Regions from separate parts of the Zea mays genome. Here region 2 is linked to region 1. The links are chromatin contacts, called in public Hi-C maps. All regions are on one chromosome and are shown on one strand. The core of a region is the stretch at or near the end of the contact, and the rest is flanking DNA. Distances in the headings are between cores, read along the strand shown.

Region 1 (3,572 bases), core at 798-3,297:
CGTAGAGTAGTCGTTGAACTCAAATGGTCTGATGCACCACCAGACCGTGTTAGTGTGCTAGGTCTTCGGCTGCTCAAAAACGACCTCTCCGCATTTACATTCACTACTTAAGTTGCAATCTTTCCTATTCTAGTTTAGAATATTTAGGATTGGAACTTAAGTTGCATAACTCCTTTTGCAGTAGAGATAGCAACACTTAGACAAAACCTAGATTGCACATTATTGCTTAGCTATTTGCATAGGTTTTGTTTAGGAGAATTATTTTTGGCCTAGATTAGGGAGAAAGTTAGAAGTCCTAATTCACCCCCTTTTAAGCATATGTAGTCCTTTCAATGGCGAGAGGCTATTAAGGCACTACTATGTTCATATGGGTGTGAAATTTCAAGAACTTTGGCGTTCTTTAAAATGCAGGATCGGTAAAACACAAAAATAGAAAAAAATAGGAATAGAGTTGTATGCTGCTTGCAATCCTACCAGAATTACATACATAGAATAGAAAAACTTCTAATAGAGCATTTGGAAGCAACATTAGAAGAACACATAATTTAGAAGATAGATAGACACAAAGGAAAGTTTCCAAGAGGTTGGACCTTATGTGAAAAATTCTCCAAATTTTTTTAATACAATTAGTCATTCCATAAGAATTTTATAGGATTTATAGAAACTAAATCCTTTGTTCTAAAGGGTGACATAGGAAAATTCCCTTTAAGATTCCAGTCATTCAAAATTCCTTCACTTTTCCTTTGTTCCAAAGAAAACCTTCAAGGAGAGGGAGCTTTCTGATGGCTTAAATCTATACTTATAGGATGCATCCCTAGCACATGATAGGTGAGCATGGAGCATTTTCAACACAGGGTGACCTAGAGGATTGAATGCCCCAAAATTAGAATCCAGGTTTGTAAACCCCAAAATTCTATTTCGGGAACCTAAGTAATTTTTTTAAAGCCTGTTTGAATTTTTACCTCCTTATGTGAATTATGCATTTAAATAATTTTTCCTAAAATAAATAAGTGGAAAAAACAAAACTTTGTTTCTGCACTGCATTCTGGATTTTAATTGTTGCGTTTTCATTTAAATTTAAAGTCTATTTGAAATCAGATTTGGATTTGGAAATTTAAATCTAAAAAGTAAAACCTCACCTGCGCTTGGGCCTCCCCCCTACCCAATTCTATTTCCCTTAGTTCTCACCGTGTGGCCCACCTCGGCCCAGTTCGACCCATCTCCTCCCCCATACCTCGCGCTTTCTATGAGGTACTCGCAGGTGGGGCCCTGGTGCTAGGCTGTCTCCTCCTACAGACCTCGTGCTCACACTCACTCGGAGCCATTGTCACTTGTCAGCACCCTCTTCCCCTCTTGGACAGGGGCTCTACCTCCCGAGTCCGGTCCGCCACCGTGTCCTCGCAAGAACCCGACACAGGTGTTCTCTTCCCCAGACTCTTGCTCCGGCGCACGCGTTTGGGAGGCCGTCTAGTGGGCCTAGTGGCTAGAGTCTCCTTCTGTTCCGAGTCCCCCATGGACGTATCGCCGAGTTCGACTCGAACAGCTGGGCCCTGCTTGCCTGGGATCCCCTTGTCCCATAGAACGAACATGCCGAGAGATTGGAGCGCCATAGCAAGCATGGCAATGCCACCGCTATCCAAATTCCAAACACGCAGCCACAAGCCGTCGACCGGTGTTCTTGTAGCCTAATTAGTGTTGACGATTGGCTCTAGTGGTTCCTCGAAGCACGTAGAACCTACGTGAGTACGTTGTTGAGTGCGGACTGCGGAGTCTGCTCATAGTGTTTTCTCCGCCACCGAGCCGCCGTGGGCGCTGGGCAGACAACGTCGTCGTCAGATTCGCGCTGATGAGATCCCTACTCGTTTCGTTTGGTTGTCAGCTACATGTATCACCTTCTAGACTTCTAGTGATTGGATTACATGGTTGGGAAGCCGGACGCGCGTCACGTCGGCGAAGTGCCGCCGCACGGGTCGTGGCGTCGCCATCTTGGGAGTCGGGAGGTGAGAGATAAGTCCTGGACGTCAGATCTCCGATGGACGGTCAAGATTAGAGTTTCGATACTATTTCAGGTTGATTGGATCTGGACCATGGATTTGGATCTAAGCGGTCCGGGTCACTTGAGTCAGTCGTGCGTCTATTATGTTAAAAAGTCCCTAGAATTTTGATGAATAAACCTGTGGTCACATACAATGTAAAGAGTATTACGCATAGGTCCCGGAAACCGTAGATTTAACCATGAGCTTTTAATATTTCAAACTCGCCATCTCAACAGCTTCTATTCGCACAGAGGTCCACAAATTTATACTTATAATTATGTAGAAGTCCTCGGTTTCCACACTTTAGTCCCTGGAATGCTATTTTTAATATAAATTTCACCATAAAACTTGTTTTATTCATAACTTTCATATTTTAACTCCAATTTTAATGGTTTTTAAACCTATGAATTTGTATTGACGTGCAGATTTGTTTTCTGCAATTATTTTCTTTGTTTGATGTAATGTTATTTTTATTTATTGGTTGCTTGTTTGCTTGTACCATTGCGAGTAGAATAGCAAGTGTTCGGAGGATCTGATATCCAACATATTGAAGACTCTAAGCAGCAAGAGTTTGATGTAGAAGGCAAGTTGTGTCCTTGATCACATTGTTTTCACCTATATAATATTTACTATTATGTTCTCACATATGCATTGCGCAGTTAGGTTAATTGATGGGACCTATTAAGGATGCCTAGTTTTATTTTCCCCATATCTTTATCTTGTTTATACCAGGTTTTATTATTATCGGGTAGACATGCTAGTGCTCTACTTGGTTTATGGGATAAAGCTATACAGGAAAGATGAATATTGTTTGATTCATATGAATATTACTATATTCATATGAATGTTGTTTTATTGGAAACTTGAATATTGTTTTGTTCTACTACAGGCTATTAAAGGGTCATGTAGATTTAAGAGTAGAGGGTTGCAATATGAGGACCATTTAGGGTGTGTTTGGTTGGATGTATAAGGAGGGATGGAAGGGGCGGCCACAGTTTCTATAGTGTTTGGATGAGAGTCAAGTGAGGGCGAGATAAACACTAGAGTAATTTTTTGGTGGCAGCGTGATTCCAAAAAATTGAGGGGACAGTGTCGTCCCCGCCCCATCCTACTTTAACCTCAAACCAGACACACGGTTAGCTACTATGTTTGAAGACATACGCAACGTAGGTGATGATCATTGGAGTGCATCTAGTGGTCATCCACCATCCCAACCAAGCGTTGAGTAGTCACCTAGGGATGTTTCTGACTATGGATACTCTAGAAGAGAGGTTTCAGTGGTTAAAAAGAAACCATGACTAGATGACAAGAAATGATGTGCCTAGGACAATATTAGGATATATTTGCAATGAACTAATTTGCTTTATATTTCTATATGGACATATAAGGAATTCATTTGTTTGTACTCTTTTATAATGGTATTGTAATAATAATGTTGTTATTAATTATTGTTTGTACCTTGTATTATTTACATTGCAGTGATGACATATGTAATGATGATCTTGAGGATAATACAACATGAATGATCTTGGGGTG
Region 2 (3,572 bases), core at 353-2,852, 150 kb before region 1:
ATATATCTTTGTCAACGGTTTCTTGGTGCGTGAACCCTAACTTAGTTTCTCCTCTGTCGCACTCTAGCCTCTCAAACTCCCGCTCGTTCTTCAGCACTAGCTTTCCTAGTTAGTCAGCCAAGGGCGTCCCATTCCACCCTTATGGTGGCACGTGTTTCTCAAGTTAAGCTCCATGTTCCAATTAAAATAATAGTCTTATCATGAACAGAAATAGAACAATAATAAAAAATTGAAACATAATCATAATGTAATATTAATCCCAAAACCATGTATAACAATAGCAATGACTACCCAAAAATTCAGGGGTAAACAAGGTGAAAAGATAACCAGACTAGGGCGACATATTGGGTCCCATCAAAATTAAGCCTATGCAGGAATAAATGATTATAAATAACATTATTGGGTAATAAAAGTGGTCAAGGGCACAACTTGCCTGAGACTTGAGATTCCAGGTACCAACTTGCTCTTCAAGTGACTCGTAACCTCGCGCTAGCCGTAGCAATACAAATAAACAGGGTATAGGCAAAATTAACATTACACCAAACATAAGAACAAACTGCATAATAATAATCTACACATCGCTACGAGATCATGGGTTCGAGAACCACTAAAATTGGAGTTACGATTAAGGAGTTATGATTTATAGAAGATCTATGTGATTTAAATATTAAACTATATTATAAATTGGTTAGTATACATCATATGAGAGAATATTTTATAAATAATTAACTCAACTTTAATCTAAGTCATTACTTGATTAAAAATCATCTTTTAGTCAAATTATAACCATAAGAGCATAGTACTATATTAGTATTAGAAAAGCTAATCCAATAAACATAGATTAATCCATTTAGTTACTTAATTATAGAAGTATGTGATATTGTATAATTAATGTTGCTACTGTGTAGTAAATATTTCTATGAGGCTAACGTAATTCGAATGGATCAAATCAGAGTTAAAATGAATTGGTTATGGTTTTGCCAAGTTTTAAGTGGTAGATACAAAGCAAATCAAGCACATAAATTTAACCATATGTTTCATACTAAAATAAGGTTACTAGATGATAAACATATTATCATGAATTTATTGCAACTGAAATGGATTAATTTGGAGTGAAAATAAATTGATCATGAATTTTCTAAGTTTTTATCCATTTTATATACCTATTTATGCACAAAATAGAGTTTAGGGTGGTTTTGTAAATATCCAGGGACCAAAAAGTAATGTACTTCCTAAGCAGATGGACTGCGGGTTCTAATATTAAACCACTCGAGGGCTCTTATGCAAACTCGCACGGTGAAGGGGTATCGGTGATTCTAAGTCGTCCGATCACACACCCGCGATTGAGATTAGATCTTGAACCGGCTTTCAACCGCGCCCCTCCGATCAACATCAACGGTCTGGATTTTTATTTGACCGAGATCAACACGGACCCGTCCGGTCGAGGGTCTACGGCCCGGATCAAATCCGGCCGATACACAATGCAGAAAGGCCCAGGACGTCTGATCTAAGATCGATGGTTGATCTAATAAGGTGAAGGGGTACCTTGCACCAAATCACAACCCTCAAACTGTCGATCGATGGTTCCCATTGGATTAACCCCAGATCTATTCCCATCCGCATGATCCGCATCGAACGTTCGTGAGATCGTCTTCTTTCCTAGGTTCTGAGTATGGCAGCGCCCACGCACTAATTCTACCGCGATTGGCGCTAGATCGTGTTGCCTTACCAGAGTGCATGGGGACGGTTTGTGTTGGCCATGGTGCAGACTAGATCGGACGCCATGCCTCACCCAGGCGAGCAGGACCGACCGCACAGGCGCCGTTTTTGCACAGCGAGGCCACAGCCAGATGCGGCGCACTTGCGATTTGCTAGAAGAATCTATCGAGCATGGGCGAAGGCGTGCGCATGACTTCAGTCGACGGACCCCTCCACTGGACACTGCACCTCGACGATGTGCGCGGAGGACGAGGGCGACGATCTTCCTTCCGCCTAACAGCCCCTCCGATGAGACCACACCCCAGGTCAGCCGATGGCGACAGGAGGAAGGAAACGCTCGGCTTTATGGGTTAGGGTATGAGGCCGATTCGGCCGGTCGTTGACCTGAATCTCCGGAGAGCTGTTGCGATGGGTGCCTAGAAATCCGCCGTCAGTTAGCGCCTGGATCGGAGAAGAGATAGGGAGGGGAGCGGCTGACGGGGTGGCCCAATAGGTCAGTGGCACGGCGCGTGGGCTCCCCTGCCAGTGTGTGAGGTGGGCTGGTATTTAGCTGGGCCGAGAATGGGAGTACTAGGCCCAAGGGTAGTTCTGACGTTTTCTTTTCTTTTTTATTTCAAATTTACTTTCAGGTTTCAAATTTTGATCCAATTTTGAGATTCTAATTTTACTGTCACAATCCAGCATGTTGCAAAGTCTAGTTTTAATTTATATATATTTATCTCAAATTTTTTAATCTAAATACCTTAAATGTGCAATACACTCCATATTCACTTTTAAGAAAATATTATTTGGGGTATGTTGTCAAATTAAAAGTTAATAAAAATGAATATTCTCTCTTTTTTCTATTGTCTCCCTTTTAAATTTCTATCCCAAATCGAAATCATAATTGCAAATCTATTTCATATTTTCTAACTTGAGTTCAAATGCTCATACAAAAATTCAGCATGAACTGCAATTATATTGTTATATTAAATACTTTATTCATTTAAGAATGTCTCCAATATGCAACATATACACACATCATTTGTAGCCAAATTAATAGAATATTCAAAAGTTCATATTCATACAATCAGGTCTTAAACTAAATTCTAGTCTTTGTTAGAAAACTTATTTATTCTAGGGAATGCAATCTCAGTGGTAAACAGTTCTTTAGAAGATATTCTAATTCAAAAAAATTCTTTTTGTGGAGTATTTTACTAAAATCTTAACATAGGATTTTCCAGCGTTACAAATTCTACCCCCCTTAAAAGAAATCTCGTCCTCGAGATTAGTTAGAAAAAGGGATATAATAGAATTGCTTTGTGATTTTAGCCTTTAATTCCTAATTAGTTCAAGAATGAAGGGTCTTTTCTTTCATAATCATCGGTGGGTGATTAGGAGAGCATGGGTATACATAGGTATAGCCACATTATTATGTAGGATAAAAGATGGGTAGGTTAGGGCAAGAAAAGCCTCGGGTAAGATAGTTTGTGGTGGGAAAGAACTCAGTGTTGGGTGGTAATGCATCTAAAGATCGAGTTCGACTTCCTCTCCTTCCTTGACGAGGTTGATCTTTTCCTTCTCCGGTCTTGGTCTCATTGTTTCGGGGTTAGTGTATATCATCGGAGTTGGGGGAATATGGTTGAGATAGATATGGGTGAGATAGATTACATGATGTAGGTCAAAATCTTATTTGATGTTAGGTGGGGATAGACAGATTATACAATCCATCATGACTATTGGTTAGGTTGAATCTCATGCACGTGGCTGAGTTGGTCTAAGGCCCTAGTTTGGGTTTAAGTGCATGAAGGGAGAACAAGGTTTATAGGAGTAGGATCCAGTTTATTTCACTAGTGTTAACTTGTTAAGTGACT

The links. Hi-C and Micro-C count contacts between places; a contact is called where the count stands out from the background.
Region 2: a Hi-C map of bundle sheath shows a contact between it and region 1, with 4 times the contacts expected there. The contact joins two enhancer-like sites. A contact is called at or near these places in 2 of 25 Hi-C or Micro-C datasets (bundle sheath and endosperm).

What each region holds. Positions count from the first base shown.
Region 1 is chr10:62,070,631-62,074,202 of Zm-B73-REFERENCE-NAM-5.0, reverse strand. No RefSeq gene overlaps it. Among protein-coding and RNA genes, the nearest start is that of LOC103641134, 48 kb to the left of the region's middle. Within about 2 kb of position 2,047, at least 17 of the 20 cell types and tissues checked have an H3K27ac peak or open chromatin away from gene starts, as enhancers often do. A contact at or near this core is called in bundle sheath and endosperm, where this site is marked.
Region 2 is chr10:62,223,536-62,227,107 of Zm-B73-REFERENCE-NAM-5.0, reverse strand. No RefSeq gene overlaps it. Among protein-coding and RNA genes, the nearest start is that of TRNAV-AAC, 100 kb to the right of the region's middle. Within about 2 kb of position 1,602, at least 19 of the 20 cell types and tissues checked have an H3K27ac peak or open chromatin away from gene starts, as enhancers often do. A contact at or near this core is called in bundle sheath and endosperm, where this site is marked.